Regions from separate parts of the Sus scrofa genome. Here region 1 is linked to region 2. Evidence: chromatin contacts called from public promoter capture Hi-C data. All regions are on one chromosome and are shown on one strand. Each heading gives the region's core, a stretch centred on a gene start, on an enhancer-like site or on the middle of the called end of the contact. The rest is flanking DNA. Distances are from core to core; before and after follow the strand shown.

Evidence for each region. Promoter capture Hi-C pulls out the DNA fragments that hold promoters and counts their contacts.
Region 1: a contact with region 2 is called in a promoter capture Hi-C map of liver, with 3 times the contacts expected there. The contact joins the promoter of ALDH7A1 here to the enhancer-like site in region 2. A contact is called at or near these places in 1 of 5 promoter capture datasets (liver), 8 of 47 Hi-C or Micro-C datasets (alveolar macrophages, brain, embryonic fibroblasts and 3 more) and 1 of 2 datasets of contacts at active chromatin or transcription factors (alveolar macrophages).

What each region holds. Positions count from the first base shown.
Region 1 is chr2:129,708,477-129,711,176 of Sscrofa11.1, forward strand. ALDH7A1 (alpha-aminoadipic semialdehyde dehydrogenase) reads right to left here and starts at 1,252. Exons shown (of 18, transcript XM_013995069.2): 1 at 993-1,252. The coding sequence starts at 1,184.
Region 2 is chr2:129,671,579-129,674,292 of Sscrofa11.1, forward strand. The region is part of intron 13 of ALDH7A1 (alpha-aminoadipic semialdehyde dehydrogenase); the gene reads right to left. Among named protein-coding and RNA genes, the nearest start is that of ALDH7A1, 37 kb to the right of the region's middle. Within about 2 kb of position 1,458, at least 1 of the 83 cell types and tissues checked has an H3K27ac peak or open chromatin away from gene starts, as enhancers often do. A contact at or near this core is called in liver, where this site is marked.

The sequences.
Region 1 (2,700 bases), core at 2-2,501, 37 kb after region 2:
TGTGTGCTTGGTTGCATGGACCTCCCCCTTCACCAAAAATCACGTAAATACTCACACACACCCCCGCCCATCATCTCTTTGGAGCCGTATTTCAAAACTACCAGAAATGCTGCCTCCTGGGCTAGAGTCCTCATTTCGTCCCAAATAGAACTTAATTCTCAGCTTTTAAGTTGGGCCTATTTTTAAAGTCGACAGCCTAACAACGGGATGCCACAGGAAAAACAGGATGAACCAACAATGGGGCTGGGAGGATTTGGGGAACAATTAAAAGCACCTGTATCACCTATAGTCACAGATAAACAAGACATGTTTCCTCTAACAAAGCAGTTTCATTGAACTGTTGGATGTTATACAACATTTAAAAAAAAAAATTTTCTGTATTCAGCTCCCCCCAAAATGTGGGCGATAATAACCTTACCCTTACATCATATTCTCCAAAACTTTTTATTGAGCATTAACTGGGTGTCAGGCATGATGTTTGGATCTGAAAATAAAGAAATGCTGAAAACGCGGCCTTCAAGGAAACTCAGAGCCCAACGCAAACATGACGGGATTTTAGCAGATCCGAGCCTGCACCCCAAAGGATTTCAGGAAAGACTATATAAAACTACACTGTAGCACATTACCTGTGGCTCAGGTACCATGTGAGGAGCCACAGTCAAGCATGTAATTCAGCTAATTTCCACCGCTAAGCATGTGGCATTTCTCACAATCGAGCGCAGAACTCTGCCATGTTGTTTCAAGTATGCAGAAGTTCAACCCTAACCAGATCCAAAATGAACTCGATCCTGCAGAGAACACAGGACCTCAAATAACGTCTAAGAGTGTTTTTAAGACATTCTACGTGAGAAAGCTTTAAATGTGGAGCTTCAGGAAAACTTCCCACCCCATACAACCGCCGGCAGCGTCCACAAGGACTCTGGCTGGGCGGCGCCGGGTGGGCCTCCTGGAGCCAAGGGAGGCAGCAGAGATTTCCCGGGACGCCCGCATACCTCTCCCCGGCCTCCCCAGCTTCCGTTATACACGCCCTCATTTTCCTCGCGGAGCCCCAGCTCCTTGAGCCAAGCATACTGGGGCTGATTGATGAGCAGCGTAGACATGAAGGCGGCAGGCCGGTCCCAGGGTCCTGAAAGAATGCGCTTCCTTGCAACGTGCACAAACAGCTGACCAGAAGCGCGCCACATACTGACCCAGGGAAGAGCACCACGCCTGCGGCCCTGAGGAGCTGCAGAAATAGGGCTCCGCCCCCCATCCGACGGAGCCCATTGGACAGGCCCGGACCCGCCCCTGGGACACGCCCCCCGCCGTCGCCCCGTCTATGGGTCCTCGCGGGAGCTGCGGGCTTAACCCCGGCCTGGAACAATGGTGAAACCCAGAGGAAGTGAGAGGGCTACTGCCATCTGGTGAAAGACGCCGGGAACAGCGGCATCAGCTAGAAATTTTTTTAAGCAAAATAGCGACTCTAAAATACAATCGGTTGGAAAGGGGCTTCTCAGATTGTAGTACGTAAGTCATCACCTGGCCATCATGTTAAATGCACATTTTGATTTGGGGGTATGGACCGGAACCTGAGAGTCCTTGATTATGACACTGCTGTTCCCCGGAGTAGTCAAAGGAGGTTTTTTTTTTTTTTTTTTTTGTGGCAGAGAAAGGATTGGTTTTTATCGCTTTGTTAAATTATAAATCAGAGTTTTCTCCTAATTCTCAGACATTTTAACAGAGTACTTAATTCTCACATTCCAGCTGCCAGTAAGATTCTTTGTACATGTATCCCCCAAACATATCCTTCCATTCTCTTCTCCATTTGATTCAAAAAATGAAAAGACATTTACAGATGCACTAAATTTTAGGAGCAGCACATAATGCTCTCAAGGATGTTCGTTTCCTTCGCTTCACTTAGTCAAGGAGAGAGGTTCAGGATCTCTCTAAACCAATTCTGGGATGACAGACCCCAGCAACTGCCTATATGGAAAAAAGGGATTGTATCACCCTTCCACTTTCTTTTTTCCAAACTCACTTAGCCTGCCAGATGGGAGGTCAGAAAAAATCACCAACAATGAATTTTGATGGTGCAGAGCAGAGAGAGATAGAATTAAATGAATCATATGAAAGCACATTTCACACATGAAAGAGAATCAAATGGATCCAATATGAAAGCATATATAAAAACTGCAAAGCCCTATAGAAATTCAAATGAAGTGGCTGAACTTGGGACACCTTGAACCAGTTGTGTATTAAAAGTGGAAGAGTCAGCAAATGGCTGATTCTGCTTTTCAAATGACTTATCAAAGGCATTATAGGCAGATGATTAAAGACTGGTGTAAGCCTAAGTACAAATGGCCTGTGCTTGGGAAGTCCTCTGTGAATGCTGGCTGTCTTCATTTTTCAAAGACAGCTGGTCAGAAGGCAGAGGGATGTAACATAAACATGGATGCTTGCCCCAAGGGAGCAGTAAACTGAAGAACTCACCACCACCCAAGATACAGATTCATTGTTCCAAATTCAGAATCTGATTTGTCAGAGCATGAGTGAGGGACACTAACTATTGCTCTAGGCAGACCCATATAAATTAAGTTCACCAAAAAATGATGCCACAACTAAAATGCTAGATTACTTCACAGGGAAAATTATTTTCAAAAGGACCAACCATTCACATCCTCCAATCACTGCATTTTCTCCCAGAGGACATACTGCCTATCC
Region 2 (2,714 bases), core at 208-2,707:
CTGCAGTAGAGAAACGAAATAAATCCAAAGAGAGCATTTTGTTTTCTGGTACTTGGGGGTCAGAGGATACCATTATTTGCCTGTACTTAGGAGAAAAAAAATAAATGCCATTTATAAGTGAATTATTTCTCCAAAGTAAATTCCCATCATGAAAGAAAATTTTCTGTTTCCTACTGGTTCTAACTTGGTCAGAACCAAAAAAAGAGAGAGTTAAGGATAGAGAACTGGACCAGGTATCATGATCAAGTCACACTGAAAAAAACAGTTACAGGTAGATATTTTTGAATTTATATAATCTAAAAAAGCGTTCATCTGGAGCTCCCATTACAGCGCAGCAGTAACGAACCCAACTAGCATCCATGAGGATACAGGTTTGATTCCTGGCCTCACTCAGAGGGTTAAGGATCTGGCGCTGCTGTGAGCTGTGGTCCAGGTTGCAGACATGGCTCAGATCCTGAGTTGCTGTGGCTGTGGTGTAAGCTGGCAACCGCAGCTCCAACTTGACTCCTAGCCTGGGAACTTCCTTATGTCCCAGGTGTGGCCCTCAAAAAAAAAAAAAAAAGACAAAAATAAATAAATACCCACTATGTTATAAACTGTACTGTATTCTCACTCTCCATTCCCCCAAATTCTTATTTTAAAGTCCTAACGCCTCTAGTGTAACTAAATTTGGAGAAAGGTGGAGTTACCGTCATGGTGCAGTGGAAAGGAATCTGACTAGAACCATGAGGTTTCAGATTTGATCTGTGGCCTTGCTCAGCAGGTTAAGGATCCTACACTGCTATGAGCTGTGGTGTAGGTCGCAGATGCGGCTCAGATCTGGCATTGCTGTGGCTGTGGGTGTAGGCCAGCAGCAACAGCTCGGATTAGACCCCTAGCCTGGGAACCTCCATATACCTTGGGTGCAGCCCTAAAAAGACAAAAGACAAAAAATAATAATAATTGGAGAAAGGACGGTTACTGAGGTCAGGTTAAATGAGGTCATGTGGGTGAGGGCCAGTCAGACAGAACCAACATTCTCCTAAGAGGAGGAAGAAGAGACAGAAAGGACCTCGTCTCTCTACACAGGAAGCAAAGACCACGTGAAGACATGGAGAGAAGGTGGCCAGGCCTGCAAGCCAGGGACAAAGGCCTCCCCAGGAACTAACCCTGCCAGCACCTGGATTTTGGAATCAGCCTCCAGAACTGTATGACAATAAATTTGTTGTTTAAGCCACCTCGTCTGTGATATCTTGTTACGGCGGCCCTAGCGGAGTAACACATATTAATACAGAAATCCAAAGCTCCAAAGGGCGTACTGCAGACAATTTCCTAACTAACCTCCACATAACCACATCACTAGTTGGTTTCTACTTCGCATCTATGAAATATTCTGACACCTGCGGCAAGCTGCTTGGCTAATGATCAGCTCTCCAGTGTGCCTGTTTAATTGTGCTCTCATCCTCTGACCTGTCTGTTTACCAAGAGTCATCTGTATCTACTTCCAACCCTGTGCATGGCAGCTGTTTTTGTTCTTCCAATATCGTATTGCATCATGTAACTTAAGTAAATATTACACAAAGGGGAAAAGTGAATTACTTTTAAAGATTAAATGCCTAAAAAACCACAACGTAAATAAGTAACAAAAAAACACATATATGCATGCACCCCCTCCATCCAATGAGATGCGGGTATGTCAGGGTTAAGAGACTAGGGACAAGGATTCTGCCCTCAGAGAGCTTTGCAAGAGACTCAGATCTCAGTGATTTTTAAACAAAGAGAAAATGACTTGTAGATAATAAACTACAGGTATAGCTTATTCAAGGACAAGGAAAAATTCCTACCAAACATGAAGAAAACACCTCGGATCTATATCTGAAGTCCAATAAATAGAGTGAATGAAATTCACATTTTACAGCAAGACAAGAAAAACATAAACATCAAAAATTTTCTCTGCCATTTGGCCTCCTCTTCCCCTGTACTGTGCATTGTGCATCTGTACTGTGCTTCAATCAAGCCTCCCCCATCGGCAGAAACATCTGCTAAACCATAAAGAGCAAATTCTTCCAGCATCTATAAGACAACGTCTTAAAAGATAACATTCCTTCTTGATCTCGTAAGGGGCCGCAATGACACTTAGACCTACATTTTGTATAGTGTCAGTAGTACGTCATTTCATGTACCGCCTTCAGTCTCAAAAAACTTACATTACTGTGTCTTGACTTCTAATAAGCAGAACAGTTTTTGAAGCTTTCTGAGATGCTATCCCAGGTTATAATCCTCCATTTGGCTCAAATAAAATTTTCCCTTTCTTTCTTAGATCGACTGATTAATGTTTTGTCAATAGTAATATGTGTTAAAAATGGGAGTTCCCGTCGTGGCGCAGTGGTTAACGAATCCGACTAGGAACCATGAGGTTGCGGGTTCGATCCCTGGCCTTGCTCAGTGGGTTAACGATCCGGCGTTGCCGTGAGCTGTGGTGTAGGTTGCAGATGCGGTTCGGATCCCGAGTTGCTGTGGCTCTGGCATAGGCTGGCAGCTGTAGCTCCAGTTAGACCCCTAGCCTGGGAAACTCCATGTGCCATGGGAGCGGCCCAAGAAATGGCAAAAAGACAAAAAAAAAAAAAAAAAAGTTTGTGTATGTATTTGGGGGGCAGAGGAGGTGGGGGGCAGCTGTAATGTCTTTTTTGACTCCTTGCTTTAAATGACTTTTAAAGTCACTGTTAAATACAGGT